Regions from separate parts of the Mus musculus genome. Here region 2 is linked to region 1. The links are chromatin contacts, called in public HiChIP or PLAC-seq maps. All regions are on one chromosome and are shown on one strand. Each heading gives the region's core, a stretch centred on a gene start, on an enhancer-like site or on the middle of the called end of the contact. The rest is flanking DNA. Distances are from core to core; before and after follow the strand shown. Region 1 has its middle 12 kb from the start of Gm51798. Region 2 has its middle 34 kb from the start of Gm40630.

Region 1 (2,872 bases), core at 284-2,783:
CAATACGAAATGCCCAGTGCATTGGAGTTTGTATCCTTTTACAGGTAACTAAAAGGGAATGTCCCCTCCCTGCAACAGAAAAAATAGCAACCTTAACAATGTTTTAAAGAACAGAAGGAAAAACTTCATTGTGATTCTCCTCTCCTGCCTCAACAAAGCTACTGGCAGGTACCCTTGACCGCTGTATCATTTACCTGACTCAGTTCATAAAGTGGATGGATACGCTGCTGTACTCCGCTTAGGCCACCACCCTCACTAGACATGCAGAGGCCGCTGGCTTACACACATTGTAACATTTGTGTTGTGTTTAACGGGTCCAAAGTGTCCTTCTTTCAAACCACTTTTAGAGCATCCTTCTTTTAGGTTGTTGATGCCTATAAATGTATCTCCCTCGGGCTGATACCACCTGATACCACCGTGTGGTTGCTGCCGCTGCCAGATCAGCGCCCCCCCCCCCCCCCCGATTTCAGCAGTGGGGCAGGTTTGAAATAGCATCTTTAATAAAAGGGCAATGGGCCTTACCGCTGTTTCCTTTTGTAGATTTTAGTTATTATTGGGGCTTTCCTGGGGTTCTGGCTCTGAACGATCCTGTCAGGCATTGGCTCAGTGTTTCTCTGCTATTCAGAGATGGCACCAGGCCCATGGGGTTGAGAGTGTAATACAGATGTGTGCGTTATCAGGAATGTTCCAAAAAGCACCTCGTGGTTTTCTCTGGGGTTCATTTTTGTTTGTTTGTTTGTTTTTGTTTTCTTTTTTTGTTGTTTTTTCTTTGGGGGTTTGGGGGGGCTGTTTTGTTTTGCAGAATTAACCCTTTCAGGGGGGTTATTGTCCTCAGTTGTCTTAGTTATGTGACAGGAAGGCCTTAGGGTGGGGATCTCTTCCTTCATCTGGAAACTTAATTTCAAATCTTACGCTTACTGCATAATGAAAAATGCCCAGGAATTGTGTGAAAGTAAGGATGAGCTGTTGCCCTGACATCTGAAAATTTTGAAACAGGTGACTATTACAGAAGCCTATTAGCTTTTCGGGACTCCCTTCCCCACAAGTTTTAAGTCAATGATCCCTCTTTCTTCCTATATTTTCTCTGCTGCATATATGATCAGTGACCTTAAAAAGCAGTCATTCAAAAACTATGTTTGGCAAACACAGCTTAATTTTCAAGTCTGGTGCAGAGTTTCTCACAGAGAGCTGGGGCCCTGAAGACAGAACGCGCTCTTTTGAGCTGCATTTTGAAAAGGGAAGGGAACTGTAACTCATTCCTTGTGGTAGAGGACAAGCAATGACTCTCGGCAATGGTCTGGGGCTCCGACCTGCCACTGCCACCGTAAAGACCCGGCTCGTGGGGCTCCGACCTGCCACCGTAATGATCTACCTCCGTGGGGCTCCGAACCGCCACCGCCACCTGGCTCCATGCCCTTTCCCTCCTAGCCTCCGAGCAGCTTCTCTGGCTGCCACGTGACCCCAAGAGGCCATTTCATGTGTTCCCACTGGGTACCACCTCTGCTGTGCCCTCTGGTGGCCTTGGCTCACCACTGCTGCTGCCTCAGCAAAGTTTGACCTTGGCGCTATCAAGAGCCATCTCTCCTCTCTACTCCAGCCGCTCATGGGAGTCCGGGTGCCTGCTGACGCTGCTCCAGCCGAGAGGGAGTGATTTGTCTCCTCAGCTGGCCACAGCAGTCCACCCTGCTCCACTCTCCAGTAGCTTACACACTGAGACCCTGAAAACCACGCTGGTTCCCCAGGCCCTGCATCATTTAGGTGACCACAGTATACCACTGCCTCAAAAAATATTTCTCCTCTTTTCAACAGTCCAGACGAGATAGACCAAGCCAAAGAATGAAGCTTAGTTATTACACCACATGTAAGAGGAAACTCAAAATAGATCAATAGCTTATGTCAAGAGCTAAACCAATAAAACTTTTAGAAGAACACAGGAGGAAAGCATCATGACCTTAATGAAATGGGGTCTTGGGTCTGGGATCAAACGCAGAAGCAATACACAGGGGCTGGGGTAAATTAGACCCTAACAAATCTAAGAACCTGTAACATTGAAGGATTTTATCAAGAAAGTGAAAATAACCACTAGGGAATGAGCAGGGTGGCAACTCAGACAACAGTCTGAGCAAATCCCAGCACTTGGGAGGCAGAGGCAGGTGGATCTCCAAGTTTGAGGCCAGCCTGCTCTACAGAGTGAGTTCGAGGCCAGCCAGAGCTGCCCAGAGAAACCCTGTCTCAAAAACAAACAACCTCTGCCCCTACCTCCCAAAACCCAATAGAATGGGAGACTCTGCCAATTCCACACGGGATGTTGTGTGAATATTCCTCAGGAGGTGTGACCAAATGTCTGTTCACTACAGTTGGGGCACCAAGGAGAAGTAAGGAAACCACTCCCCCAAAGTCTTACTTGCTGAACAAATGAGTTTATTACGGTTATTGGCAGAAGCATGGGTGACCAGTTCCATCACCCAAAGTCTCCTACCCCAGCTAGCAGTGCATGTAAGCCACATCCAAGAGCCTGTAGCCCAGTTTGTAGGCAGCAACACCAAAAAGGCTCCGCTCCAGGGCAATTGCTGTGGGAGGGATTGTGTGTGAGGCTAGTAGCTTTCTGAGCTTCCTGTAATGTTCCTGAGCTTTCTAAGCCTTCGAGTTTTCCCCTTCCTCTCCCCAGAACAGAATGCTTCAGTTTGGAGAAGATAGCTGCACAATCTGTAGGAAGGGTCTAACGTCCAAAATAATAGTCTTCATTTCTCAATAATGAAAAAGCAAACAAACAACCTTTAAACTATCAAAGCACTTGGGTTAGCATTTCTCCAAGATACACACACACACACACACACACACACACACACACACACACACCCTGATATACATA
Region 2 (2,846 bases), core at 179-2,678, 85 kb before region 1:
GATACATACCCACTACATACCCACCTACTTCAAGCGTCCTGTGAATGGGTTGGTGTCCCCCTCCCTCCACAGGAAATCCCACCTCTCTGGTGGCCACCCCAGTCTCTGTCTGCATCCCCACCTGCTAGAAGTCTCATCTAGGGCCACCCATCACAGAGTTAGAGCCTCCCCTTGTCCCAGGACTAAAGCTTGTCCCAGAGATACCCTCACACACTAGTCTCTGCTCTCTCTGCCAGCCCTCTCCTATCCCCTCCCCACCCCTGATCCCCTCCCTGTTCCCCTCTTCACTCACTTTCCCACCCAGTTTCCCCCTCCATCCACCTCTGATATCTATTTCACCTCCTCTTCTGCATGAGATTCAAGCATCCTCCCTTGGGCCCTTCTTATTCCTTAGTTTCTTTGAGTTTCTATGCTTATCCTGTATTTTATGGCTAATGTCCATTTATAAGTAGTATATACCATGCATATCTTTCTGGGTATGGGTAACCTCACTCAGGATGATATTTTCTAGTTCCATCAATTTGTCTGCAAAATTCATGATGTCCTTGTTTTTAATAGCTGAATAATATTCCATTGTGTAAATGTGCCACATTTTATCAAGTCTTCAGATGAGGGACATCTGGGTTGTTCCCAGTTTCTGGCTATTACAAAGAAAGCTGCTGTGAACATAGTGGAGCATGTGTCCTGGTGCTATGGTTAAGCATCTTTATGCCATGGCATAGCTGAGTCTTGAGGTAGAACGATTACCAGTTTTCTGAGAAACCACCAAATTAATTTCCAAAGTGGTTGTACACGTTTGCATTCCCAGCAGCGACAGAGGAGTGTTACCTTGCTCTACAAACTCACCAGCACGAGCTGTACTTGAGGTTTTGATCTTAACCATTCTGATGTGTGTAAAGGTGGAATCTCAGAATCATTTTGATTTGCATGCCCCAATAATTAAGGATGTTGAACAGTTCTTTAAGTGCTTTTTGGCCATTCGAGATTCCTCTGTGTCGAATTCTCTGGCTCTGTACCCCATTTTCTAATTGGGTTATTTGATTTGCGGATGTCTACTTTCTTGAGTTCTTAAAGTTGTTAAGGTTGCAGCCAGGGGAGTGATAAGGAGAGGGTGAGAGGGCAATCTGCCCCACATGATAGCAGAGTCACAAGTGGCCTGAGGTCAACCTTGCCTGAGTCATGAACTTGGTGGATTTCCAGCCACACCTCCAAAGCTGGTGCAGGAGCCTGATGCTGTCCTTTGTCCGAAGCTGCCAGGAAGGCAACATCTGGATTTGTGTCATGCCAGGTGTGCAGGGAGCACTGAGTCAAAATTATATATAAAACTCATTCCCTCTATTCACTTACTGAGTGGGATAAAATGTCCCAACTGGGCAGGAAGTTACAGTTGTTGCTATTTCCCTCTTTCTCCTCCAGCACTGCCCTCTGCCCTGTTTTATGGGATCTTCTATTCCTGGTCAACTGCTCAGGCAATCCCATGACTGCTGGGCCCACTTCAAGTTTACACAAACTGTTTTCATGATACAGTAGTAAACATGTCCAAAGTTTAAATGTTGCCCATAAAATGCTCCAGTGTTTCCCTTTCTTCCAAGCTCAGACCTGACCCAAGCTCAGAAAGACTGCGTGGTCTGCTGGATATAATCATACATTCTTGCTTCTCACTGGCTGCTTCTGGCTCCCAAGCCAGTGCAGAATGGGTGGGGGAGGGGGAGGAGATGAGGTGCCTTCTTCCTTAGCTATAGCTGCTGCAACCAGGCCTCTAGGGTCCTCTCAGTTCAAGAGGTACTGGGTCTTTTCTCTTGTAAGGCATTTAATAGACCTTGATCCTGTGCCCTGCAGTGCCAAAACCTGGCAGAATGCTTTCTCTGGCCAATCCCGGTGTCAGTGAGAGTCCCCGTGTGGCCATCAAATGCCAGGCTCACTTCACTGTGGTAGCCAGGGCCCATCAAGATGATCCATGCCTGAGTACGGAGCCCTTGAGGCACTTGGCTACCATATCAGGACTGTTCTAGCAAACTCAGAAATTCAAGCTTTGCCAAAAAAAAAAAATCATTTGCTTCCAAGAGTAAAAATCTTCAAGACCCTGCATCTCAGCAAACACCCACCAGGGAGGAGAAGGATTTTAGAATTGCTCCTCGCTGATTTTCCCACTCTGTAAGTTGGAGAAACCATTCTTCTTGCCATAGCAGTGGGGGATTGTTGTATGACTATTTCTAGGGAGTTATGAACTAATATCTACTAATCCAGATTGGTACTGATGACATACCAAAGTCTAGCTCTGTGAAACAAGTTTATTGGAGTTAATTACAGGGAAGTGGGTAAGAGGGCTCTTCCTGAAGTCTGAGTGACTCAAAGGCATCACAGAAAACTATCCCCAGGCATGAGTAAGATTCAAAAAAGCTGCATCCATGAACATTCCTGCACAATAAGCAGGCAGCACTCCTAAGGAGAGTACCATCCTCCCATGAATTGTTCGCCACTTACATAACCCTGGCAGGAGCCTGATCAATCTTGTAACTTTCTGAGCTTCCTTGGAAGTGCAACTTTCCTAAACTTCCTGAGCTTCCTTGGTAGTGTGCCAAAGACTATCCCTTTTTTGGGTCTCCTATCTGGTTGGAACAGGTCTCTAGTTGCAGGTGGACAAGGAGTCAGTGAATGAATGACAAACAGAAGCAACACACGAGATTGTGTAGAATCTGAATGCAATTTGTCAAACTGAGCATCAAACTTTTTATACAGAAGAAAATAGGGAAGTTGGGTGACACACTGGCAAGGTACAAAGAGGTTACTGGATTCTTACACAAAACAGAGGAATGCAAACATGGAAGGACTGGCAGGAACCAACT

What was found. HiChIP or PLAC-seq counts read pairs in DNA pulled down with a chosen protein or histone mark.
Region 2: an H3K4me3 HiChIP or PLAC-seq map of bone marrow-derived macrophages shows a contact between it and region 1, with 3 times the contacts expected there. The contact joins two enhancer-like sites. A contact is called at or near these places in 5 of 39 promoter capture datasets (3T3-L1-derived adipocytes, embryonic stem cells, liver and 2 more), 12 of 484 Hi-C or Micro-C datasets (cerebellum, embryonic fibroblasts, embryonic stem cells and 5 more) and 5 of 115 datasets of contacts at active chromatin or transcription factors (Th17 cells, bone marrow-derived dendritic cells, bone marrow-derived macrophages and 1 more).

The regions. Positions count from the first base shown.
Region 1 is chr10:42,029,857-42,032,728 of GRCm38.p6, reverse strand. No RefSeq gene overlaps it. Among named protein-coding and RNA genes, the nearest start is that of Gm51798, 12 kb to the left of the region's middle. Within about 2 kb of position 1,533, at least 61 of the 459 cell types and tissues checked have an H3K27ac peak or open chromatin away from gene starts, as enhancers often do. A contact at or near this core is called in bone marrow-derived macrophages, where this site is marked.
Region 2 is chr10:42,114,428-42,117,273 of GRCm38.p6, reverse strand. No RefSeq gene overlaps it. Among named protein-coding and RNA genes, the nearest start is that of Gm40630, 34 kb to the right of the region's middle. Within about 2 kb of position 1,428, at least 13 of the 459 cell types and tissues checked have an H3K27ac peak or open chromatin away from gene starts, as enhancers often do. A contact at or near this core is called in bone marrow-derived macrophages, where this site is marked.